Linked DNA regions of Mus musculus: regions 1, 3, 4, 5, 6 and 7 are each linked to region 2. Evidence: chromatin contacts called from public Hi-C, HiChIP or PLAC-seq and promoter capture Hi-C data. All regions are on one chromosome and are shown on one strand. Each heading gives the region's core, a stretch centred on a gene start, on an enhancer-like site or on the middle of the called end of the contact. The rest is flanking DNA. Distances are from core to core; before and after follow the strand shown.

What was found. Promoter capture Hi-C pulls out the DNA fragments that hold promoters and counts their contacts. A called contact is a pair of places that touch in the nucleus more often than the background predicts. HiChIP or PLAC-seq counts read pairs in DNA pulled down with a chosen protein or histone mark.
Region 1: a contact with region 2 is called in an H3K4me3 HiChIP or PLAC-seq map of forebrain, with 6 times the contacts expected there. The contact joins the promoter of P4ha2 here to the promoter of Hint1 in region 2. A contact is called at or near these places in 17 of 39 promoter capture datasets (the 3T3-L1 cell line, 3T3-L1-derived adipocytes, the C10 cell line and 11 more), 5 of 484 Hi-C or Micro-C datasets (cerebral cortex, cortical neurons, embryonic stem cells and 2 more) and 14 of 115 datasets of contacts at active chromatin or transcription factors (the NIH/3T3 cell line, T-cell acute lymphoblastic leukemia, astrocytes and 11 more).
Region 3: an H3K4me3 HiChIP or PLAC-seq map of embryonic limb bud shows a contact between it and region 2, with 6 times the contacts expected there. The contact joins the enhancer-like site here to the promoter of Hint1 in region 2. A contact is called at or near these places in 8 of 39 promoter capture datasets (the 3T3-L1 cell line, 3T3-L1-derived adipocytes, the C10 cell line and 5 more), 3 of 484 Hi-C or Micro-C datasets (cerebral cortex, cortical neurons and embryonic stem cells) and 12 of 115 datasets of contacts at active chromatin or transcription factors (the NIH/3T3 cell line, T-cell acute lymphoblastic leukemia, astrocytes and 9 more).
Region 4: a contact with region 2 is called in a promoter capture Hi-C map of the HPC-7 cell line, with 13 times the contacts expected there. The contact joins the promoter of Acsl6 here to the promoter of Hint1 in region 2. A contact is called at or near these places in 14 of 39 promoter capture datasets (the 3T3-L1 cell line, the C10 cell line, the HPC-7 cell line and 10 more), 3 of 15 datasets of contacts at CTCF or cohesin (the NIH/3T3 cell line, large pre-B cells and pro-B cells), 21 of 484 Hi-C or Micro-C datasets (B cells, the Ba/F3 cell line, the G1E-ER4 cell line and 14 more), 29 of 115 datasets of contacts at active chromatin or transcription factors (the 230-238 cell line, DN3 thymocytes, the NIH/3T3 cell line and 22 more) and 1 of 9 other capture datasets (macrophages).
Region 5: a contact with region 2 is called in an H3K4me3 HiChIP or PLAC-seq map of bone marrow-derived macrophages, with 5 times the contacts expected there. The contact joins the promoter of 4933405E24Rik here to the promoter of Hint1 in region 2. A contact is called at or near these places in 4 of 39 promoter capture datasets (the 3T3-L1 cell line, 3T3-L1-derived adipocytes, embryonic stem cells and 1 more), 1 of 484 Hi-C or Micro-C datasets (reprogramming fibroblasts) and 4 of 115 datasets of contacts at active chromatin or transcription factors (the 230-238 cell line, the NIH/3T3 cell line, bone marrow-derived macrophages and 1 more).
Region 6: a promoter capture Hi-C map of the HPC-7 cell line shows a contact between it and region 2, with 8 times the contacts expected there. The contact joins the enhancer-like site here to the promoter of Hint1 in region 2. A contact is called at or near these places in 14 of 39 promoter capture datasets (the 3T3-L1 cell line, 3T3-L1-derived adipocytes, the C10 cell line and 9 more), 1 of 484 Hi-C or Micro-C datasets (B cells), 7 of 115 datasets of contacts at active chromatin or transcription factors (T-cell acute lymphoblastic leukemia, astrocytes, embryonic basal ganglia and 4 more) and 1 of 9 other capture datasets (liver).
Region 7: a Hi-C map of cortical neurons shows a contact between it and region 2, with 5 times the contacts expected there. The contact joins the enhancer-like site here to the promoter of Hint1 in region 2. A contact is called at or near these places in 3 of 39 promoter capture datasets (3T3-L1-derived adipocytes, the HPC-7 cell line and frontonasal cranial neural crest), 2 of 484 Hi-C or Micro-C datasets (cortical neurons and embryonic stem cells) and 10 of 115 datasets of contacts at active chromatin or transcription factors (T-cell acute lymphoblastic leukemia, astrocytes, bone marrow-derived macrophages and 7 more).

What each region holds. Positions count from the first base shown.
Region 1 is chr11:54,099,289-54,102,640 of GRCm38.p6, reverse strand. P4ha2 (procollagen-proline, 2-oxoglutarate 4-dioxygenase (proline 4-hydroxylase), alpha II polypeptide) reads right to left here and starts at 1,717. Exons shown (of 16, transcript NM_001136076.2): 1 at 1,601-1,717; 2 at 994-1,121.
Region 2 is chr11:54,864,738-54,867,877 of GRCm38.p6, reverse strand. It overlaps Hint1 (histidine triad nucleotide binding protein 1), which reads right to left and starts at 1,495. Exons shown (of 3, transcript NM_008248.3): 1 at 1,278-1,495. The coding sequence starts at 1,388.
Region 3 is chr11:54,125,364-54,128,988 of GRCm38.p6, reverse strand. P4ha2 (procollagen-proline, 2-oxoglutarate 4-dioxygenase (proline 4-hydroxylase), alpha II polypeptide) reads right to left here. Exons shown (of 16, transcript NM_001136076.2): 12 at 3,173-3,226; 13 at 2,692-2,751. Among named protein-coding and RNA genes, the nearest start is that of Gm12223, 15 kb to the left of the region's middle. Within about 2 kb of position 2,123, at least 56 of the 459 cell types and tissues checked have an H3K27ac peak or open chromatin away from gene starts, as enhancers often do. A contact at or near this core is called in T-cell acute lymphoblastic leukemia, bone marrow-derived macrophages, embryonic forebrain and 1 more, where this site is marked.
Region 4 is chr11:54,302,110-54,305,671 of GRCm38.p6, reverse strand. Acsl6 (acyl-CoA synthetase long-chain family member 6) reads right to left here and starts at 1,848. Exons shown (of 21, transcript NM_001033598.1): 1 at 1,750-1,848. It overlaps Gm51861 (a long non-coding RNA gene), which reads left to right and starts at 1,971. Exons shown (of 3, transcript XR_003949553.1): 1 at 1,971-2,312.
Region 5 is chr11:54,211,895-54,215,426 of GRCm38.p6, reverse strand. 4933405E24Rik (RIKEN cDNA 4933405E24 gene) reads left to right here and starts at 2,139. Exons shown (of 3, transcript NR_045506.1): 1 at 2,139-2,597. All of the region lies in intron 3 of Gm12223 (a long non-coding RNA gene), which reads right to left.
Region 6 is chr11:54,154,202-54,157,690 of GRCm38.p6, reverse strand. Gm12223 (a long non-coding RNA gene) reads right to left here. Exons shown (of 9, transcript XR_003949549.1): 3 at 3,169-3,331. It also overlaps the pseudogene Gm18323. Among named protein-coding and RNA genes, the nearest start is that of Gm12223, 14 kb to the right of the region's middle. Within about 2 kb of position 1,575, at least 90 of the 459 cell types and tissues checked have an H3K27ac peak or open chromatin away from gene starts, as enhancers often do. A contact at or near this core is called in B cells, the HPC-7 cell line, memory CD8 T cells and 2 more, where this site is marked.
Region 7 is chr11:54,001,522-54,004,935 of GRCm38.p6, reverse strand. All of the region lies in intron 3 of Slc22a4 (solute carrier family 22 (organic cation transporter), member 4), which reads left to right. Among named protein-coding and RNA genes, the nearest start is that of Slc22a21, 23 kb to the right of the region's middle. Within about 2 kb of position 2,030, at least 59 of the 459 cell types and tissues checked have an H3K27ac peak or open chromatin away from gene starts, as enhancers often do. A contact at or near this core is called in astrocytes, bone marrow-derived macrophages and cortical neurons, where this site is marked.

The DNA of each region.
Region 1 (3,352 bases), core at 468-2,967, 770 kb after region 2:
GGACAAGCTCGTGTGAGGACAAGAAGGCCCAAGAAGAAAAGAATCCCAAGGTCAAACATTCTGTACATGGAGAGGAGCCGAGAGGCTGGCCTTGAGGCACACACAGAACCATATCGAGAGACTACACCCTGGACACTTCAGAGGCAGTGGAGATACACGCCAGAGGAAAGCCTGGTCAATTTAACAGGGCACTCAACCATGGGCTGACTTGGATGTGATATAAATTCAGAACAAGCAACAACTTGCAAAATCACCCTATAAATTTTGAGCTAGACAATAGACCTCTGCAAAGCTGAGAACGTTTGAGGATGTCAGAAGCTACAAAGTGGTGCACTGGGACCCTGCTCTTAGTTCCAGGAAGCTCTTCCATCAGGAGGGATAAGGTGTCAGTAACGAGATGGCCTGCATTAAGAAGCAAAATCCTTAAAGTGTCATTCTTCAGGGTAAGGATCCACTGTGTGGCCCAGTCAGGGAAGCCACGTCGCAAGGATGGAGTGAGTTGGCTGGAGGCCTTTCCCCAATGATTCTCTTGTACTGAGACTCCTTAGCGCGTTGAGAGCACAGCAGAGTTGCTGTAGGGGGCAATTCAATGATCTCCTTCAGCATAGTAAATGACACATTAGAATACAGATGACAGGAAGACCCACCTGTACTTCCCAGTAAAATCCTGCGACAGAAGTACCCAGACCCATGCTCACCTTGCAAGGGCTCAGTGGACTTTCCTCATGCAGATCTCTCACTGCTTGTGGGTGGGGCCCTTGGACAGCTATTCCCTAAAGCGGCCCTTTTCCGTTACCTTGATTCCACTACTGTACCACAGACGTGATACTGGCCCAAGCTTGCGGCCACTCAGGGTGATTCCTCAGTCCAGGTTCCTAAGTGACCAATCCAGTTTACCGGAGCCTCCCACCCCAGCCCATGTCTCCTGCCCGGAAGCATCCAGACATCTACCAAGTCCACACAGCCCAAACTCCACACTAACTCAGTACTTACCTTGCTGATGCTCTGGACCTGAACTTTCTGAGTCTTCCCTTCTGCCTGCCTCAGTCCTTGAAAGTCTCCAGGCACAGAGAATGCTCTATTTGTTGAATCAGTCAGCCAATCGCCACCGGTCTCTGAAACTGCTCAGGGAAAACATCAGAGGTTCGACAAGGATGTCTTCTGACAGATAGGAGGAGAGTTTCTGATTTAAGAGCCCATAAAACTGGCAGCGACCAAGCTGGTCCTTGCCAGGGTTGGGAGCCAGGGGTCTTCCTCATCCTAAGCAGCGCCGCCTTCGGGGCCAGGCGGGCGCCTCCGCCTTAGATCGGGGGGCGACCCCGGGGTCAGGTCGCCCCTTCCCGGGAGCCCGCCAAGTGTCCTGTCCGGCCCGGCCTAACAGTACCGGCAGGAAGGGCACCGCTGACCTCACCGCCCTAACCCTGGGAAGGGACGCGGGCGGGACAGGAACCCAGGCGGGTGCAGAATCAGGGCGCCGGACGCGGGGCACGGGGCTGAGGGACCCCGGATCCAGCTCCCGGCTCCGCGCAGAGCAGAACGCACCGCCCGGCCACCGGGACCCGAGCCCAGCCCGGCGACGACCCTGCGGACCCGCGCTCACCTGAACACGCGCAGAAGCCGGCGTTTCCAGAACCTCCCGCGGCGTCGCCCCGGCGCTCTCGGCTCCGCCCTCGTCACAGTCTCCGCCCGCTTGAGCCTCCGCCACGTCCCCACCTCCCGCCCCCCGGGCCCGCCCGGGCCTGGCTCCGAGCCACTGGAGCCTTCGGGAAGGCCCGAGCCGCCACGCGCTGCACGTATGCGATGCACACCTCCTTGCGCCGCGTGGGACCGGCACCAGGGGCGGCGCCCCCATCCCAGCCTGCTCCAGCCCTCTGTGGTCCCACCACCCCCACATCCATTACCACCGGCAAATTGCAGGAGGCTGGCGTCACTAAGATCGGGAATTGAGTATCCTGGGAGGGGAGTGGAGGGAGGGAAAAGACAAGGGTCTGAGATGTCAGCGCACCTCATCTCTCCAGATGACCCATCTCCAAAGCCTAACTGCTTCTCTGAGGGGCTCAGGCTAGCCAGGCTTCGGCTCTTCTGTAAATGTGAGAAGTTGGCGTAGCCTGGAGCATCTCATCCTAGGGCCAACCTATGGCTTATAACACAGGCCAATGAGATTGGACACCTCAACCAGCTCTGTCTGAGACACACACAGTCAAGAAGACAGGGAAGCAACCGACCTCGATCTGAACTGAAGGATGCTCTGGCAGCTGAGCAGGTTCCCACGCCTGCCCTGTAAGCTTGCTTCTCCATGAATGAGGGGAAGCAGTCTGAGAATCTCATCAGGGAGCAGAGCCCAGAACGGAGATGCCCGGCCTGTGGGACTGTGCCTGGAGTTTGGTGTGGATTTCCCTATAATGGCATGGACCAGGCAGACGGCCCAGACTAGGAAAGACAGACACACAGAAACAACTCAGAAAATACTACCTGGCCACTTGTCCGTGTCTGTGGCAGCTACCAGCCAAGAGCCCAGTTGAAACCATGCACAAACCTTTCTGCATCTGCTATGCCACAGAAAGTACAGTTTGCCCAGATCCTCAGATCCTCCCCATGCCCGCCCACTTCTCTGTCCGGAGTGGTCCTCCTCCTCCTCCTCCTCCTCCTCCTCCTCCTCCTCCTCCTCCTCCTCCTCCTCCTCCCCCTCTCCACAGGATCTTTCCCATTGGCCTATAAATACCTTCAATCCATGGCTATGGAAACATAACCCTCACCCCACTCTACCACCCACTGTGCATCTCTCCTTGGCCAACCAAGCAAGCAAAGTCCATCTTCTTGGCCTATCTCTCAGACCTTCTAGCTCCACAACAGCCCCCAACAGTTACTGTATTATGTTTATTGCTTTACCGTTGTTAAATCACCCTTACATGGTGTATGCTCTTTTTTATTTTTTTTTAAATTATCTTTAATCTTTTTTTTTTTTACAGTCCAGTTGTTATCCCCCATCCATTCTCACCGCCAACAGTTCCTCATCCCATTTCTTGTCCCCTGTCTCCAAGAGGATGTCCCCACACCCCCACACAACCCCACACTCCACCAGGCCTCCCATTCCCTGGGGCCTCAAGTCTCCTCAAGAGTTAGGTGTGTCTACTAAGGCCAGACCAGGCTCTGCTGAATATGTGTCAGGGGCCTCAGACCCGCTAGTCTGTGCTGACTGGATAGTGCCTGTGAGATCTCAGGAGACCAGGTTTGTTGAGACTGCTGGTCTTCCTATGGGGTTGCCCTCCTCCTCAACTTCTTCCAGCCTTTCCCTAATTAAACCACAGGGGTCCCAAACTTCAGACCATTGGTTGGGTGTATCTGCTTCTTA
Region 2 (3,140 bases), core at 246-2,745:
ATTTATCAAAACAACTGCAAACAATGGTTCTCTTTTGTTTGTTTTGTTTTTTAATGTGGGGTCTCCATATAGGCCAGGTTGGACTTAAACTGATTCTCTTCCCTCCACCTTCCAAGTGCAAGAACCACAGGATGCTGGTTTTGTGTTTAAAGCTTTTTCTTTCTTTCTTTGCAAGTGTTCTGTTTTGCTTTGTTTTTGAGTTAGGGTCTTATTCCATAATACAGGCTGGCCAGTCTTATGGATGGTGGGACTGGGATTACAGAACACACTAAAAGACTTGCAAACTTTGTAAATGAAATGGGCCTTTTTCTAAGACTAGTGACAAATACAGGCAATTTAAATAAAACTCACCTCAAGAACCCAATGAAATTTGGAGTACTATTTCAAGTCTATGTGAACATTACCAGTAGCATTAATGCTTTCTCATATTGCATGTTTCTTAAAGTGAACTGAACAAACCCGTATAAAACCTTTTGGTCAATGGGCCAAGCTCCCACCCTGCTTTATGTGAGACTGAAAGCCATAAACAGAACTGTCTAGGGAATAATTTACAAAATTGGTCTTCACTATCGACTGAGATTTCATCTATCAAGGAGGGGAAAAAATACAACTTTGGATCTTGCACCATAAATGTTTTCTCCGATCAGCAGGGTGTGGGCTGCCTGCAATCCTTAGCATATGGGTGGTGGAGGCGGGGGATCAAGGGTTCAAGGTCCGCCCCAGTTAGTTAGTCAGCAAGTTCATGGCCTGCCTAGAGTAGTGAAGCCGATCTATTAAAATAAAACAAACAAAACACCCTAAAGCAGTATTTTTTTAAAAAGCTTGAAGGGCTAATTCCAGTCCCCAGAGGCAACGTCTGCAGCCGGAGCAGGGGACAGGGAGCATAAGGATCTCGAATCCCCGGTCACCTCGCAGTGCGGGGACCGCTGCGCGCGGGAGATCGCGGAGATTGCGCCGGGGGCAGGATCCGGTTTCCCGAAGGCCAGATTGACACCCGCGTGGTGGGTGGCGGCCGCGGGCCCCGGTGGGCGTCACCCCACGGGTCTGCACTTTACAGGGGGCCCGGGCGGGCGTCACCTCCCGGGGCCTCCGCCCGCATCACCTCACCAGGGCCGCGACACGCGGCGGGCCGAGCGGCCGATAACGCGTAACCCGAGCGCAGGCACGCGCCGCAGGGCCACGCGGGCGCAGGGCCAGGCCAGCCGGGCCGCGCGTCGCCTCAGGCCCGCGGCTCCTCAGGGAACGCCGGCGTGTCGCCGGGCAAGCGGCAAGCCTACCCGGTCGTCCTCGAAGATGATCTTGGCGGGGATTTCTTTGCGGATGATCTTGCCGAAGATCGTGTCGCCGCCGGGCTGGGCCACTTGAGCCTTGGCAATCTCGTCAGCCATCGCGGCCGCTCACTGTCCTTCCCGCGCCGCGGCCACAGTGGGGAGAGGAACCGCGGGAGCGCGCGGAGACTGCCGGCTCGCGCCCGGTGGGCCTGCGCGTGCGCACTGGCGCCGGCGTGCGGCGAGCGAGGGAACGAAATGGGCGGAGGAAACGCCCTTTCTTTGCCTCTGCACCTCTATAGGAAATTTTGATTTGCCAGTTCTGGGAGGAGGCTCGGCTTGGTACAGTGCTTTCCAAGCGCGTACGGAGTTCTAGGTTTGATCCCTTCCTCTCACGAGCCCGGCTTGGTGCTGCACGCCTGTAATCCCAGAGTTTGAGAAATGAAGACAGGAGGATGGAAGAGTTTAGTTCATCCTTCTCCACATTGTTTGAGGCCAGCCTGGGCTACCCGAGACCCTGCTCCAGAACAGTCTGGTTTCTATTTCAAGTTGTTCTGATCACATTTACTGGGTGTGATACCTTAGCCTTCCCTTTTTTAATTTTTTAAAAAAGATTTTTATTTTATATGTAGATGAGTATTTTGCAAGCATGTGTAAGAGTGAATCACATCTAATGCTTTGGATCCCCTGGAACTGGAGTTACAGTTGTGAGCCATGTGGGTGGAGGGAACTGAAGCCTGGTCCTTTCTGCAAGAGGAACAAGTGCTCTTGACCGTGATCGTTTAAACCCTCAGCTGTTTGAGGCCTTAGCTAAGAGCCAGGTGAAGTCTTACATCAGGTGGGGTTTTTTTGTTTGTTTGTTTCTTGCTGTGTGTGGCAGCAATTCTCAGTCATAACTACACACTAAAAACCACTTGGGAGCTCTTTAAACATCTCTGGCCACACTCTGCATCAATTAAGTCCAAGACTGCAGAGATGAGACCTTAGGTGGCAGTTGTTTGTAAGCCTCTTGGGCCATTTTCCCCGGCAGGAATCAGCTTCAGGTAAGATGCTCCACCTGGAAGAAACAAAAAGTCTTCCTTGGCCCCACCTCCACCCTTCCTCCTCTCTATCCCTTTGCTCCTCCTAAAAAGTGTTTTCTACATATGGTGTGCACTTTGTCATCATTGGTCCTTTGGGTCATTTCCTCCTTGTCGGGATTAGGCAGGACCTCCAATCAGCGTTCTCTAGACAATCGCAGTTGTCATATAGATCTGTTGGCCTGGTTGCTACAGTTGTTACCCTTGTCTTCTTTCAACATCTCACACCCTTGCCCTCTGGATGTTGGTTTTTTTTTTTTTTTTTCCTGCACGCTAAGCCTCCATTTCCATACCTCATTAGATTTTGTTCCTGGCCCTCTTATCTGACAATCTCCAAGTGGCCATAGGAAGAAACCTTGGGGACTTAGAGAGATGGTTCAGCGATCAAGAACACAAACTGTTCTCACAGAGGCCAGCACAAACATCACAACTGCCTGTAACTCCAGCTCCAGGGAAGTCAGATGCCTTTGGCCTAGCAGGATGTCTTCAGTCACCCATGGACATGTGAGCACACAGGTCTCACACACACACACACATGTATACACATAATTAAAAAAAAATAAAATGGGAAAACTTAAGCCAGATGATAGTAGTGCATGACTTTAATGTCAGCACTCTAGGGCAGAGGCGGACAGATCTCTGAGTTCAAGGCCAGCCTAGTCTAAAGAGCAAGTTCCAGGAAATCCTGTCTCATAAATAAATAAATAAATAAATAAATAAATAAATAAATAAATAAATGGAAAAGCTATTTCCTTTGAATTGCCCTATATGATGATATTTGACTACTTTGTCT
Region 3 (3,625 bases), core at 874-3,373, 740 kb after region 2:
GGGCTCTGCCTGGAGGCTCTGCTCTATGGCTATCCTCAGCCAAGAGAGACTTCCCACACACCACAAAATCTGTGGGGTTCATCAGGACAGTCTCTATGGTTGGATGTCCAAGAGCTAAAGGCCCCAGAAGCCCCACAGTCAGGCTGTCCTTGAATGGGAACAATCCAAGCCTATTTTAAAAATGACTATCTTCGTCTAGAGAGACATCTCAGTGGTTAAGAGCATTTGCTGCATATGTAACAGAAGATGGCCTAGTCGGCCATCACTGGGAAGAGAGGCCCCTTGGCCTTGCAAACTTTATATGCCCCAGTACAGGGGAACACCATGGCCAAGAAGTGGGAGTGGGTGGGTAGGGGAGCAGGGTGGGAGGAGGGTATAGGGGACTTTCGGGATAGCATTTGAAATATAAATGAAGAAAATACCTAATAAAGTTGGAAAAGAAAAAAAAAAACAGCGTTTGCTGCTATTACACATAACCCAATGTAAGAGCACTTGTGGAGGCTCACAACCATCCGTAACTCCAATACCAAGGGATCTGATGTCCTCTTCTGGCCTGTGGGCACCATGCATGCACGTGGTACATGCAATATATATACATACATATATATATACACACATACATACACACACATATGCAGGCAAATACTCATACGATATAAATACATCTGAAAAAGAAAGAAACTAAGGAAGGAAGGGAGGGAGGGGAGGGAGGGAGAGAGAGAAAAAGAAAGAGAGAGAAAGAGAGAGGGAAAAGAGAGAGAAGAAAGAAAGAAAGAAAGAAAGAAAGAAAGAAAGAAAGAAAGAAAGAAAGAAAGGGAGGAAGGAAGAAAGAAAGAAAGAGAGAGAAAAGAGAGAGAGGAGAGGGAGGGAGGCAGAGAGAGAGAGGGGGGGGGAAGGAAGGAAGGAAGGAAGGAAGGAAGGAAGGAAGGGAGAAAGAGAGAATAAATGCCCACCTTGACTCCATCTTGAACCCTCACCCAGCCGTGCCTTGCTTACGCCACTGTGCTTAGCCACTGCTCTGGGCAGGAGCTCCCCATGGCTCCCAACCTCAGGAGCATCCCTTTCCCTGTGTGGCTGTTTTCCTGGCTCTCGCTGCTCTCATCAGACTTTCACCTTCCCAGAATGCCACTCTGCCTCTCCTATGGTACTAAATTACACTTTTACTTGAAGTGGGTTTTGTTTTGTTTTATCTTGCTTTTGGTTTGTTTTAGTTTTCTGTTTTGTTTGGTTATACTATAATAAAATATGGCCTGTAAGGTAACAAAAATTAGTGCTAAGAAAAAAAAGAGGGAAACCCCTAGAGCTAAAAATTCCCCAGTATGGCGCACACCAGTCTGACAGAAGAGGCAGGCACTCAGCAGGCTCACGATAAGAAAGATGACAACACCCAGTGGCTTCCCCAGTGCTAGGGTTCCAATCCAGAGAGTCTCCAAGTCAGTCTCCCCTGCCTCTCTCTCCAGACACACTAACCTTTGTCCATTTCCCAACATCTCAGACATTTTCTCTTCCAGGCCCCCACACTCTCCTCTTTGCCATAAAAAAAAAAGTTCCACAAATTTCCATTTGACTTTCAAGTCATAACTGACATGTTATTTCCTAAATGAGGCCTTTACTAAACCCCATGCCTGGGCAAATTCGTCAGTGTTTGTCTCCATGGGAACCAAGTAACACTCTCTCCCATGCTTCTATCGAGTCTCCCAAGTCGGATCGCAGATGTTGCAGTGGAGACCACATAGGACCTTGTCAGCAGTGTGTGTGCAGGGCAGACCTCCAGCACATAATTAAAACGTAAAGAGGAATAAGCAAGCTTCCTTTCTAAGCCCCTTGACTCGGCTTCCTTAGACTGAGCTGCTCCAGCGGGGAAAGGGAAGCAGAAGCCTACAGATGGGCGGGGTAGCAGGAGGGAAAATGGCCAACCACACTAGCAAACAGAGGCCGTTATCTTTTAAAAGCCCCTCCCTGCTTCCCGTGCACTTTGCCACCAAGACAGAGCCTACCAGGGCTCTCATCCCCAAAGCTCAGAGTAGAACTGTGTCCACCAAAGGGAAGCAGAAGCAGCCACCACACAGACATCTGTTTAGGAGAGCGGACTTGGCATCAGGCAGTGAAAAGCACAGAGGGTTCCAGGCGTCCCCTTTGATGCGGTTCATGTGGGCTCAGAAAGCAGGATGGGGGTGGGTAAGGGACTCTGGAAGTACTCTTTAATAGAAACAGAGTTTCCATTTTACGAGGTGAGAAGAGCTAGGGTAACAGATGGTAAATGGTCCACATTAGGGATGGATTTAATAAATGTCACCAGAACACACCAGAAAATTGTTACGATGGTAATTTTTATGTTATGTATATTTTTACCACAGCTAAAAATAATAATGATGTTGGGGGGTGGGGAGCCAGGGAGTAGCAGAGAGACAAGCACACCGGTGAGGACAAAAGCCAACCCTCTCTACTCTAGGCAAGAAGGGCACCGAGGATCCACTAATTAGCAGCTGATGCCATGAGCCCTGATGGGGGTGGGATACGGAGCCCGGTGGCCCCAGGGTCTCCACGGGGCCCATCAGATACGTGCATCATACTCACGTAGTTTAGAAACGTGGCCACACGGTTCCCAGTCCCTAAACGCTTGAAAGCATCTTGCTCATCGCTCTATAAAATTAAGTGAGAGTGAACAAAACCGCCCAGCCCAGTACTTACATAGTTAAGAAACGTCGCTAACCTATTGCCCTCCGTTTTGAGGCCGCTGTCAAAGGGTCGCTGCAACAGACAACAACTTTTATCCAAGTTTCCAACTAACTTGCCCGCCACCCAAAGGACTGGGACCAAAAGGGTCAGGGGAAGGTGGCAAGTTTGCCTTCCCTTGAGAAACCAAGAATGGGACAAGGTAATACAGGGAACCCCACTCAGAATACAACAATGGGGACCAGGGAGAGGCAAGAAAACCCTTTACAGGGACCTAGAGAAGTCCTTGACTTTATTATCAAGCCAAAGCACCCACACATCAATTGGATGCAACCAGGCTCCACTGGGCTCTGCAGGTGCTTTGCCAGCAGCACAGAATTTCCCCTTTCACTAGGTAGGTGGAGGAGGGATGCCGTGGGAGCTGAAATGTTTCTAGAAGCTCCAACCTTCTCAAACCAGCCAGAGAGGAGCCCTCCAAAGACGATCGGAGCCTTACCCTTGAGAAGTCAAAGTGTGGTTCGTACTGTCCCCCCATTCCGTAGTTTGCGACCTGGAGAGGGATTACAGCGTTGCATTTGCCATCAGTCTGAACAGCCCCGCGGCAGCCCGACTCCCCAGGGATGCCATCTCCCTAGGCCTGAGCACAACCCCCAAGCTTTGTGTGTGCATGTGTGTTCTTTATGTATGTGGTGTATGGATATGGTGGTGTGTGCATGCAGGGGCCAAAGAAGGATGTCGTGTGTTCACTCTATCATGCTCCACCTTATTCCCTTGAGACAATGAACCTGAAGGTAAGCTGACATCCAGCAAGCCTCCTGTCCGTGTTCTCTCCACAGCAGCTGGGGTGACAGTAAAATGCATAGCCACACTCAGTTTTTTGTCTGGATGCTGCAAATATGAAGTCAAGGCTCATACGAGCAGACATTTGTTCCCCTGTTGGTGGTACTGT
Region 4 (3,562 bases), core at 599-3,098, 560 kb after region 2:
TCTCGCCTATCCTTGCCTGTTGGCAAGACCAGAGTGGCCCTGAACAGCCTGTCACCAGACACTGGCATACAGAAGGAGCTTAGGGAGCTGAAGGGATTAGAGAGGCCTTAGTCTCCCCAGCTCAGGGAGACTATGCCCCTGTGGCCTAACTCAGGACAATTGTGGGGGCGGGAAAAATAATTACCTGGCCCACCATCCCCTCAGGTTCAGACACGATATAACCAAGCACTTGGCATGGGTTGATCAGCTAAAACTTGAGATCAAATTCCAATCTGCCCAGTGTTATCCATATGGCACTGGGGAAGTCAGTTTTTAAATCTCAACAATAGAAGAGGTCCCACCAACCTCCTAGGTTTCACAGTGAATATTAAAAAAAAAAAAAAAAAAACTCACACATGAAAACACATGATTCTCACAAAAGAATCAACCTCTGCCTTTCCTTTAGCTCAGAAACAACTTTGTCACCACCGCTGATGGTGCTATCCGAATACCAAATAAGAAATATTAGCATGGGGAGAGCATTTGGCCTGGGCTAGGCCAAGCATTTTCACGTACATTATCAGGTTTAGAGATTCTGCACAGAGCTGGGGCCGAGGTGGGGCTGGAAACCCTTTAGAGGTATTAGCCGGAGGCTTGGAGAGGGGAGAGGCCAGTGCTGAGAAGTAGTATTGGTAAGGGGTGGGCCTGTTGGGAGAGTACAGGTATGGGTGTAGGAATCTGGGGAAAGTACTATGCAGAGATTTATCAGGAGTCCTGTAGCTTCCTAAGAAAGAGGGTGCAAGGATGAGGGAGGGAAAGGGGTGAGGCAGGGGGGAAGCCAGGGTACAGCCTTGGGCAGAGCTAAGGGGCAAGTAACCAGTCTTGTCCTCTGGCTAAAGGGCAGCAGGGACCGCTAGTGAGAAAGGTTTCTGGCTGGATCAGGAAACCCAGGTCAGCTCTGCCGTACAATTCACCAAGGGACCTTGGTGGTGGTGGTGGGGGCAACATAACTTGGATTTTGGTCTCTAGAGATGGACACAGACACAAAAAGTCTGCCCTTCCCTTGGCACGGGGCCTAATCTGATCACCGGTTCTCACCACAAGGAGAAAGGAGCTTGAGAACGGAAGGGGGGTTATGGGGGTCTCAGCTAGTAAGGCCCTTCCTCCGGGCTGACCCAGCTGCTTCCCCAACGCTGCCCATGGACCCCCACCAGAATTGGGGGGCGCCTCGGGGACCTTGAAGGGACAATTCAGCAGCCGCAGCAGAGGGCTCCGCAAGGTGGAGATGTCACACCCGCACCCTGGGCCGAGATACTACAGCTTCCCGGAAATGGTGGTCAGGATCGGACCGGGACTTACCGGCAAACAGCCAGAGAGAACCCCCCGACACCAAGAAGAAGGTCAGCATGTCGGTGAGCCGGCCCAGCCCGGCCCGCACTGCTTCCCAGGCCCGCAGCCCCGCAGCCCCAGAGCCACCGCCGCTGCCGCCGCCGCCGGGTATTTTTAGCCCCCGCCTCCCCGCGCCGCTGCGGAGACCCGGCGGGAGGGGGAGGGCGCAGCGCGCGCTCCTCACGGAACCCGACTCCCAGCCCCGCAGCGCGCCGGGACTCCTGGGCAAAGAGACAGCGGCATCCGAACTGCCGAGCCCGACTGGGGGAGGGGCTGGGCCGCCCGCCCCGCAACGTTCTGGGGGAAACGGGCTGGAGGAAGGGGCTCACGGGCTCACTGCCGCTCCTACCTCACCGTGCCTCCACCCATGAACGACCCTACCTCCACACGACCGGCCTCCAAGGTTTTATGGCTAGGCAGGCTCAAATGGCAGCGGGGGTCCAGGGCTTCTGTCCCAGAAAGTGCACATGCTGAAGTGCCGGTTCCTGGCTGAGTCAGACGCCCCCTAGGACCTGATTTTGTAGTTGCTGGGAGCCACATCTGCAAACCCAAGAGGGAAGGGAGTGATGGGGCGGGGGGGGGGGGGGGGGCATCAAGGTGAGGCTAGATTGGATAATACCCACACTTAATAAGAATGCTCAAGGTCAGGTTGGAGGCCACACAAGGTCACGGGAAGACTCACCAGCTGCCATGTCCCCAGGCATGTCTCATGAAGACACAGGCAGCCACATGGAATCACAGGTGTCTCCCAAGGACACAGGCAGTGATGCATATGTGTGGTACATAAGAGCTCAAGTTCCTCTTAGCTGTGATAAATGGTCATACGGTCACTAGGTTGTTGGTGGTCTCATTGCTGAGCTGAAGAGTGAGCTGAAGAGTTGCAATCCCTTTGTCTGGGAACAAAAGGAGGAAGCCTGGCTCTGTGATTTTCTAAAATAATAAAGGTAGGTATTCTGATGGGGCCTCGATGGACATCTTCAAGTGGATTTCACCAAGGTCCCCTCGTTCTTCAAGCATTCAGGACTCATTAGGCTTCCAGCACCGAGGACAGCGCTCAAGCAGCACAGACCTTGGTCAGGCACTGGTTAAGACAAGGACCCATACCAGGAGTAAGAGGGAGAGAAACCAGACATTAGAGATCAGAAAGCAAGGGGTGGATAGGTGAGATTGGATGCTCTCTGTGCACTTGAACTCATATCTAGGCTTCAATTTCTTTGTGTGTGTATCTGTATGTGTTTATCTGTGTGTCTGTGTTTATCTGTGTGTCTCTCTATGTGTTGGGGAGGGGGTGGTCCTGCATCTTTAGTTTGGTATGTGTCTCTTGGCCTATCTCTGTGAACCTTAGAGATGTACAGTCTGCAGAAACATCTACAGTGAGTCTCTACAATAGACCATTCTTTCCCATTACAGGAACCGGGTCTTGGGAGGGCTGCTCTTGCTTGAAGCCAGTCTCTTCCTGGCAAGGGTTTTGCTGGAATCTTAAACTTGGCAGACACCTCTATGAGAGGATCATGGAGGTGATGTGGCAGGATTGTTCCCAGTGGGTGACACAGCAATCAGAAATCCCTCCTGCATTCCCAGCAGCAGTAGCGAACTAATTGAAGGCCTGCCTGCTCAGGTGGAGACCCCGTCAGGGGACACTTCTAGGCTTGGGAGAGGGCATAGATGGTTTCAAGTCAGACTGGCCTAGGGAGTTGGCCAGAATATCATCACACATTTTTTAAATATAATGAAGCCATAAGCAGGGTTTATCCCATTGCAATTTCTGATCATATGCACTGTAGGGCCTTTTCCTTCTTGTGCCTTCCTTCTGCATTCTGTCAATATCCATTTCACATTATAGTTAGGATGAAAAGATCCATCCCCTTCTCGGATGCTCTGGTCTTTCTATCATCTGTACACTGTTCTATCTGTACACAGTGAATACCTGTTAACAGAGCAGGGGTCCTAGGAGGCAAGCAGCAGGCTCTGGGGCCAGTCCTCTGCAACACCAAGTTGCAGGAGCATCTAGGCTCCTGGGTGGCTTCTGGCAGCCTCTTCTCCAGAGTGATGTCATGGGACACATTTAGCCTGGCCTCCTGCAGGATGCTGCATCCAGTTACTCTTCCTATAGATGTCTCTGTTTCTTGCGAGCATCACAGTTTAAAGCTCTGTGCTGGTGCCGAGCTGGTGATAACTTAGCCGAGTGGGGTTC
Region 5 (3,532 bases), core at 890-3,389, 650 kb after region 2:
CAGTGCTAGGATGAGCTGTGGATCCTGGGCCACCTCTCCCAGCATGCTGAGATTTAGCTACTTCCCAGATATTGGGCATGGCCTTCTGTTGCAAGTGTTGCGGTGGAAGCCATAGGAATAAAGCAACAGATTGAATTGGGTTTGAAGCTCAGGCTTGTGCTGACTCATAGAGGACCAGCGTGGAAGTGAGCAAGGGGCCCCTACTTTCAGGCAGTGGTAGACAGAAAGTGCTTAGCTCTGAGAGCTCCAGCCAGTAAAGGCTCAGAACCAGCATTCCCCCTGCAAACAGGGCTGGGATCTCCAGCATGGACATCCCACAGGTCTGAGGAGAAGTTGGCTCTTAAAAGCTGAGGATGGGTTGATCTAAATGCCAGCTACCCAAGATGGTCCAGAAGCCTCATCTGATCTCTGGCTATGGCTGGGTAAGGCTGATGGCCTTGTCCTGACAGGACCCTAAGAAGCCTCTAGTCAGTCTTTAGTAAGGGACAAGAGGTCCTGTGTCTGCCTGGCACAGTGCCGGGCTTTTGCTGACTCATAGAACTCTGCCTAGAGCCCAAGGCCCAAAACAATGATTCAGGCAGCTCGGAATCCAGGGAAAACCAGCTTCGCTTTCCACCAGAGAGACCAGCCCAGCTGGGCATGAGCTCACCGGCCAGACAGTGACAGGGACAGTGGGAAATTGCCCATCCTTTATAGGCAAGAAGAAAAAAAAGGCTGAGTTTTCAGCTGAAACATTCTTTGAAAACCCCATATCAACCCATCTAAAATTAGCTTTCGGCATCTAAATCACTTCCTGTTACAGAAACCACAGGCCCAATGCTTCAGTCACCGCTCTGCCTGCTAAAAGGGGGTGGGGGCCCGTGATGTATTAGTGCTGCACACCAAAAACTGTAATGATTCAAAGGAGACATGGAAATTGGGAGCCCCTCTCCCTCACAGCATAAGGACTGTTATGCAAGGTCCATGTAGGCTACTGCTGCGGCAACAAGGGTACAAACATGTACGTGCACAGCACGCATGTGGGCACAGCCAGACTCACATACTGATGGGCACGGAGCAGAGCCTTCTCCACTTCTCCAGAAGAACTCCCACAGGGATGGTCTCAGCACACCTCTACCATGGTTCTTGTCTTTTATTTGTGAGACAGGGTCTCTCTATAGTCCCTGTTCGTCCTGGAACTCACTATGTAGACCAGGCTGGCCTCGAACTCACAGACACCTGCCCTGCCTCTGCCTCCCAAGTTCAGGGATTAAAGACGTGTGGCACCAAACTCATCTGCTGTGGCTCTTCTAAACACAGGATGCATGAAGAAAGGAAGGCAGGTGTCTGGCCTGTTTCTGTGCCTATAGTTCTGTCCTGACTTCTCTTAAAGGTTCTAACAGGCTCCAAAGAAACAAGGTTAGCTCTGTGCTTAGCGTTTGGTCAGCCACTGCCAAATGTTTCCTGGGTAGGGGAAGCCAGGTGGGACATGGGCTAGAGACATAAAGCAAGTCAGAGGCCACCTCTGCATGTAAGGAGCTAACGTGGAGGCAGCCATTTGAATCTCAAAGCTCTCCAGAAACCTTGCAGGCTTCAGGTCTGGACTGCAGGTGCCAGCAGCTGTGACAGATGAGCAGCCTAGCCACGCAAGGGAAGCTGATATGTGTCACAAACCTGGTGAGCTTCAGTCAGTGTCATGCGAACTATGAGGGAAATTGGGCATGCACCTGATTGTTTGATTATGTTTGCTGCTGTTCTAGGACCCTTAGAACTCACCGTACAGACTTCCACTGTACAGAAGTTTCTCAGTAGATGCCTATGAGGGAAAAAAAACAGAGATGGAAGACTGGATGATGTTAGCACTGAGTACCTACCAGCTCCCTACCTGGACACACAAGGCAGTGTATCCCTCAGCAGTGCCTCTACAGTGGGGCTGCTGGGATGCCAGGTACCTGCCTGCTTCCATAGGAATGATCCAACTGGGTGGCCTTGGTGGCTTCATCTTGCAAGTACAATGGCTGGCCTCGGTGAAATCATCTTTAGCGTGATAGAGGCCTGGCATCAAATGGGAGTCTTCCTATAATGATGACAGAACTATGCCCATTATGCCCCTCAGCACTCTATGGTAAAGAGACCCAGCCTCCAGGTAACTGGGTTGCCAGGTGACCATGCATACTCTCACGAGCATGGCTTAGGCATTTCCTAAATATTTCAGGTTACTGGGAAGAAAAATCCAATTGAACATTCACAAGGCCTCAGCTTGGGGAACTAGGTATTCTCAGGCCTCCACATTTGGGTATGCCTGGCTAGAACTAATGGAGAACTTTCATCCGAGGATATGGGGGATCAGGGAGAGTCCAGAGTTCCTCACAGGCTGTTGGGATGACTGTGAAGTTAATGAAGCAAGGGGGATTATCAGCACTGGAATGGCTCTTGTCTGGCTCAACAAAGCTAAATGAGGGTCTTCAAAAGAGCTGAGATCCTGGGGGTGGTCAGCATCCTTTTACAGAAGAGACTATTTCCACATGCCTCCTTTAAGTTAAGCCCTAACTAGTCACCGAGAAGCCAATGAAAACATAACCGTGTCCCTCTATAATCATATGTTCCACTGAAGACAAGTAAGTATAAGGGTTTGTTGTTGTTGTTGTTGTTTAATAGGCTCTCCAGTAGTTCAGGCTGGCCTCAAACTCACTATGTAGCTTCAGACAACTTCGAACTTCTGATCTTCCTGCCTCCATCTCTAAAGTGCTGGGATTACAGAGGTGTGTGTCACCATACCCAGTTTATATGGTTGGGGAGATTGAACCTGGGGCTTTGTGCATGCTAATCAAGCACTCTTACCAACTGAGCTACATCTCCAAGCCCCCAAGATAGGTAATTATAATACCAAATTGTAAGTACATCTCATAGGGAGAGATGGGATTCTGTGGGTACACGGAGAATGTATATGCAAGCCAGTCTAGGGGCAGGGTACAGTTCTGGTTGACTGTGATAGAACTCAACAGGAATAAAGTATCACTAAGCTGAGTGAAGAGATCAAGAGATTATGGTCAACTGGTTGTATACCTAGAGTTCAGTGAAATTTGACTATGGAAAATCTTCTAGTGTCATTTCCTACAGTAGTGGATAGATTTTTAAAATGATACTGGCAACAGAGACTACTCATCCGGAAAACACTGCATACCGCTGTTGGGTTTTAGGTAGGGTTGAGTGATTCGAGGGAACTGAGATGGGCTACTGGGGAATAAGGAGTCTATTAGAAGAGATAATGATGCCATGGACAGACAGAAAGAGGGTCAACAGCATGGGGGGAGGTCCAAGGAGTATTTAGGCCACAGCATCAGAGACAGGCAGCATGGTGGAGTCTCTGAAGAGATTCAGAGCATACATGGCAGAGGAGAGAACCTCTTCTTTTCCATTTTGAGGAGTGGAGAAGGTTCACAGCAAAAGCCTATATATAGCCAGGCTCTCTGATTCCCCGGCAGGAGGCAGTGAAGTGGTGGGGTGTGGGGAGCAGGGTGTGGTACCCCCTTCCATGTAAACTTACTACCCA
Region 6 (3,489 bases), core at 326-2,825, 710 kb after region 2:
TGTGCTCCCGCTCCATGACTCGGGGGTGATGATGTCCATTCCGTCACTTGGCCGGATTGAGTCTGTAATACATGTTTCCTCTGTCTTACGTGGCAACTGACTTGGTGGTCCACTAATGACTAGACAGAGATTTCCTTAGCGGCCTGGACCACTCATTTTCCTGGCCTTTGGTTTTTTGTTTGTTTGTTTGTTTGTTTGTTTGTTTTTTGTTTTGTTTTGTTTTTCGAGCAGGGTTTCTCTATATAGCCCTGGCTGTCCTGGAACTCACTCTGTAGACCAGGCTGGCCTCAAACTCAGAAATCCACCTGCCTCTGCTTCCCAAGTGCTGGAACTAAACTAAAGGCATGCGCCACCACTGCCCAGCTTTCCTGGCCTTTGTTGAGAGATTTGTGCCTTATAGAATGCTTTCAATCCTCTGATAATTATTTCTACTCTCAGGAGTGTTGGTCTGAAACAGCATAGATCATATGTTGGTGAAAGAGGAATTCCTCAGCACCTAACACTCTTATTCTTGTTTTCCATGTGTGACGTACTCTGTGGGATGCCCCAGCCAATCTTCCAGGTCACTCATTTTCCCATTAACTGTACCTAATCTGTTTGGTGTTGGTAAAGTCCAGTCACAAAAGCAAAAGTAAGACCACACAACAAATGAGGAAGGAACGAGGACCACATTGTGCCATCAAAGAGAGGTCACTGTGGAGAGTGGCACAGTAGAAAGGACTGACACACACGGGAGCTAATTTCAGCTCCCAGACCTGCAGCTCAGGGACAAAGGTGAGAGGGCTGAGTGTTAAACCTAGCACCTTGGCAGAAACCTAACAGTTATGTAGAGCTATAACCAAGGCCTCTGAAAACCATGCTGCTGTCCAACTGTTCCTGGGACTCAAGGAGGGCCCCAGAGGGCCCTGAAGTCAAGCCTCTCTCAATAAAGAGCACTAAGAGAGTAAGGAAGTGGCTCACTTAGAGAAGTGCTTGCCCTGCAAGCACAAGGACTTGAGTTGGATCCCCAGAAGCCACATAAAAATGCAGGCACAGTGGCATGCACTGTTAATCCCAGGGCCAGGAAGGCAGAGGCAGACAGATCCCTGGGGCTCACTGGCCTTGCTAACTTGGTGAGCTCCAGGTCAGTGAGAGACCCTGTCTCAAAAAGAAAAGTGAACAACTCCTGAGAATGATGCCTGAGATGATTGACCTCTGATCTACACACACACACACACACACACACACACACACAAGTGTAAGCACATACATTCACGAATATACATGTGCATACCCACATACATACATGTAGAAATACATGTGCACACATACTATCATGTGTACTTAAATGTGCACACACAAAGAAGAACACCAGTTCAGTGGTATTACTGTCTATATATGAACAATAAACATATTTCTATAATAAAGATGCTTCTAGAAGACTTGGGGGGGTGCGAAATGGAAAGTCCAAACAAGTCCCACTGTGAGGCTTTCAGAACTATTGTTGGACTGACACAGGCAGGGACAGCCAGCCAAACAGGAAGGAGCACTGTCTCCCTCCTTCTGGGCTCTGGTGTGCCTCTAGTGCCCCTGGTTGGCAGAATCTGACAGGAAGCCAACTGACAAAGGGGAAGTATAGCTTGCCAAGTCCTGACTCAGAACCACAAAGTAGGGCACAAAAGGGAAGCAGAGGGGTGACCCAGTGCTCTCATTCGTTCCTATGCAGTGACTTCTCAATGTCAGGAATCAGTTTTAGAAAGCTAACCTGGTTCTCGTCTGGATCTCGGTGCCGTTTTGAGGGACTCATGTTGCCTCCTTGCATCCCTCGTATCATGCACAACCCCTTAGCACGCCTCTCCCATAAGCACCACTACCATCTGAAGCTCACTCTGCTTTTGACTGTCCTTGCTAACAAGGTGAATCCTTTTCGGGTCTTACAATTGTGAACTCAGCCAGTAGGAAGCCAACTGACAACGTGCAGTGATTTTCTAAGTCCTGGCACCAGGACCATAAAGCAGAGCTGTGGCCTGGATTTCATATGCATCACCTCAGACAAGACTTAAACTAGTACCTCAGGCTTGAGTTGATGTCTGTGTGAAGGGTAAGAGAACACCAGTCCTAGTCAGCCTGTGGATGAAAAGGTAAGTTTTTCATTCTGGTTGGATGAAGAGTTTTCCTTCACCCAATAGGATACATGATTTCAGCTGGTTTCCCACAGAAAACAAGAACCTTATGTGCACTGGAAGAAGATGGAGGAGTTAATTAGAACTAGGCACATGACTTCTAAGCTTGCTTTACTGATACCAGAGCTCCAAGCAAGGACAGGCATTGTGATCCAGGAGAGAGCCTTCCTGGTCCCCTGAGTACTAAGGCTCACAAGTTCTGATGTTCACAAGGTTCTAGCCTTGGCTTCCAAATCAGAGAAAGATAAGAACTATACAGAGATGTTCAAGATTGCAACCTGCACAGTGTATTTGATCTTCAGATAGGAGCCTGCATCTCACCTTTCACCTCAAAGCTCAATATGCCATGTGTCACGAGTGGCATAGAAACTCTGAGAGGCAAAGTCTTGTCAACACACAAGAGCAAGCTCTGATGTTTTGAGGAAGAAGGCTGCAGGCAAGTTTCTAGACACGGAACACCCTCTGCCCGTGACAGGTGACATTCCACACGAGATCCATAACAGTGTAAAGACCGTGAAAATATTTAACCCCTTACAGAAAATGACACGGCATGATTGTTTGCCCCTAGGGGAGGAAAATCTTTGTATTGCTAAACTCCAGTCCTTTTGTGAGCTCCAAAGAAGTATCAGCATCTAGTTCATTCACACTGTCTGCAACACCTGATGCAAATATGTGAGCGAGGCTCTCCCATCCTGGTGGAGAGCAGGCTCACTGAAGACAAATGCACCCGTGCCTCCTGACTGCTTGCTGCTTATACTCAGCTAGCTTTCTCCTCTCTTATCCATTCTAGGCTCCCAAGCCAAGGGAATGGTGCTACCCAACGTAGGCTGGGTATTTCCACATCAATTAAAAATTAAGACAACCCTCACAGGCATGTCAACAGGCCAAACTGATGTAGAGAAATCCTCATTAAAACTGCCCAAACCTGTTTAAGTGCTGTTTGTCTGAGAAGTAATATGGTCCGTCACTTTGCTTCAAGTCTAAAAAGAAATTGGCTTGTACTCACCAAGTTGAGGGTAGGATCAAAAGACTGCCTGAAATACCCATGTAGTCTCTAGCCCCTAGGATGTACTCATTGTGGTGATGAGATACCGGCCAAGAGCTCTGATGCTTTGGTGGCAGCACGTGGCAGCAGTCATCCTTGCTCTTCCACATATGGTCTGGGACACCTGGAAAATGCAGGAATGACGCCTTTGTCTTGGGTCCTATGGAGAATGCTCCTCACCTCTCTCATGGTGACAACACCAAAGGCACTTACTTACCATCAGTTGTCCATCTCTTTCACAGCATGTTGTACCTTCCACATGCTGACATTTTCATGCCCACT
Region 7 (3,414 bases), core at 781-3,280, 860 kb after region 2:
GCTCTGGCCTGCTTCTGAGCCCACACCCAGAGCATATGAGCTCCACACAGGACAGCTGTGCCTCTCTGATAACAGTCCTACTGTTGGAAGGCCAAGCTGAGGGAGGGCAAGCCATCAGTTCCTAGGCCTTGGGGAGGCCCTAGACACTCTCCAGCTTCTCTGGAGGAGGAAATGAGGTGAGTTTCATAGAAGTTGTTCAGGGGTGCTCTGAAAAGTGTGATTCCCACCACCTAACACCCCCTCATTATGAAAGGAGGTGAGGTAGTATACCCACAGCATAATAAACACAAAGTCCTATAATACTTAGAACAAGCATTTTAGTTGGCCCCAAATTATCACAGTCTTTTCCCATTGTTCCAGCTTAACTATTGATCGTGCTCTATCATAGAGGTCGAATAGCCTTTCCTACACCTGGCTATGTAGTTCTGATTGCTCTCAGGAGTTTGTGACTCACTGGCCTTAGCCGTGTTATGTTGTGTTAGCCAAATACATGCACACCCTCTGTCAGGTTGCCAAGGTGGAATTGTCCAAATTCCATTCCTTTAATTATTGGTGAATGGCCTCTTGCCACGGGCCCAGCCTCGTGTCTGAGGGAAGAGGACTCACAGGAAGGGATAGTGCAAGCAGGAGACACAGGGTTCCGCGTGGCTCAATAAGCAGCCCTCCATTAAGCAGGCCCTGGCATGAGGAGCGAGGTTCTCAGCCTTCCGAGGAGGATGAGGAGAGCGACAGGAGTTTTTCTGAGGTTATCTGTGAAGATGCACACATGTTCTCAGGAGACAGAGACAGGAGAATGATCAGTTTTAGGATAGCCTGGGCTATGTAGCAATACCATGTCTCTTAAAAGCAAAACAACAACAACACTTCACCATAACAAATATTATTATGTCTGTAGAGAGCAGAGACGTTTGTGTAGAAAGAAAAGAGCTGCAAGCAGTAAGTGATGTAAGACCTGGGAAGGGTGGGACGTGAGGGTCCCTCTGGATGGGAGGACAAAGTCAGAGCAGCCCCGGCTGGGAGCAAGGAGTGGTCTATGCCAGACAGCCTCATCCTCTGATGCATTTTACTTATTTAACTTGTGTCTGTCTGTCTGTCTGTATGTATGTATGTATGTATGTATGTATGTATGTCTCTATGTGTCTGTGTTTGTCTATCTGTGTGTCTATCTGTCTGTCTCTGTGAGTGTTTATGTATGCATAAGTATGAGCTCAGGAGTGTGGGCAGGTTAATGCAGAGGGAAACACTGGATGTCCTTCACAATTGCTCTCTGCCTATTTTTCTAAATGAATGTTTATTTTGTATGAGGAAAGGGGGTGCATGCAAGCCATAGCACACGGGTGAAAAGCAGAGAACTAGTGGGACTTCATTTTCTCCTCCCACCACGCTGGGCCCTGGGAGTCAACTCAGCTGACCAGGACTGGCACTGAGCCAGCCAGCTGGCCATTCACCTTATTCTTTGGCATAAACTTACATTAAACTTGGAGCTCTCAGGTAACTTACCCCAGAGGCCTCCTGTCTCTGTCCCATCAGCACTGGGTTCTCAGGCGTGTTCCACAGTGCCCAGCTCTTTTAAGCGGGTCCTGGGCATTTGAGCTCACATCCTCATCCTTGTACTGCAAGCACTTTATCCACAGGCCCAGCCACCCAGCAGCAGCCCCAGCCCCCTCAAGTACCACAGCTCTGGCACTGCCTTCCACAACCCTCCTTCCCACGTGGCCATGGCCTCGAGTGCAGGGTAGAGAAGAAGAGGGCCAGGTCAAGGGTGGGCAGGAGCTTAGGTGTGTCAGGCCAACAGTTAACAGAGAAGACTGCACTCACAGGGCTCGCTGTCTGCTTGGGTCCACCCTTCTCATTCTAGCGGGCTCGGAGGGAAACTGCTAACATTAGGTTCTGGGATAACACTTGTGTTACGATCTTAGGTCTGAAGGCCTGAAAGTGTCGCTGAAAACTGATCTGTCCCAGAACAGATGGCATCCCAGGCACTTCTACAGGGGAGGAGGACTTTGTGGAAAGACAGACATGGTGGCTGCTGGTTTTCCTGCAGCACAGCAGTGCCCTCTGGTGTTTCACGAGTAAAACAGCTACTTTCCAGGCTTCTGTTGGTTTTCTTTTCCTTGAAGCCAGATTTGAACCTAACAGATTTTCATTTGAGAAGTTCCCTGAACTTTGATCTTCCCAGCTCTGGGAATCTGGATGCTTGGGATGGTAAAATGTTCATCCTGGGGATTAATCTCTGTGTTGATTCCAGAACCTGAATTGTTCCCAAAGCAGTACAGGAATGAGCCTTCTTCTAGGCTGCTCTTAAAAACCTCACTAGGCTTGCAAGAGTCTTAGGATAGTACAAAAGGCCAACTAAACTCATGCTCCTCAGAGCAACACACACAGGATACACCTCCCAGGGTGGGGGAAGTGAGACTCAAAATCAGGGTCATTGACCCTCTCACCCCAGCTTTCTAGGCCCTGTGTTAGTCTCAGGCATAGCACCCTCAACCTGCCTACAGACTGCTGGGTAAGATGCCAGCAGTGGATCTCCTTCATCCCCTGTAAAGAACCGCTTCTCAGCAAGGGAGGGCTTGGTGGAAGGATGGACCTGGTGGCTGCGGGTTTTCCTGCAGCGCAACAGCGCCCTCTGGTTCTCTGTCTTCAGAAAACCTAACCACCTCCTGCCTTGACTGAGCTCACTAATTCAGTATTTTTCAGACTTCTAACATCAACACCCAACCACGACCCCACCCCACCCCTGCCATCCTTGCTGTAGCTTCTCTTTAGACATGTTTAAAGCTCATTTGATCCAATCCATATGTTTCCCTTTCAATGAGCATACACTTGATGGCATGTTCTATAACTTTGGCTACCAGGGATCTCAGTCATATTTGAGATTTAACTACATCAATTACATGGCTTTTTATCAGCCACCTATTTTGTATTGTTTTTCACTAATTTATTAATGTACATATCTTTTTGTATTAAGGATCAAACCAAGGGCTTCTTGCATGCACTGTATAACTAAGCTATACTCCAACCTTTAAATGCTTTAAACTTGAAATATAAATTTGTCCTGGCCTATTTGAATGAAATAGCATAGCCAAATACCATAGGCTAGCTTATCTCAAAAACCCAGATCTCATTTTCTGTGTCGTGGCAGCAGAAGTTGGAGTCCCCCAACCACACTGTATCTCCAGTCAGGAAGCAGAGAAATGAATGCTTGTGCCCACCTGGCCTTCTCTTTTTTATTCAGCCCAGCACCCTCTCCCATACCCTGGCTCCACCCACATTTATGGGGACCTTTCTCCCCAGTTAAGTCGATCTAGAAACCTGATGAGGTAATTTGTTAAATCTGCTCTATCTCCTGGCAGGTACACACACACTTCTCACCACCTGCCCTTATGTTCTGGATCCCAGATGGAAACACAC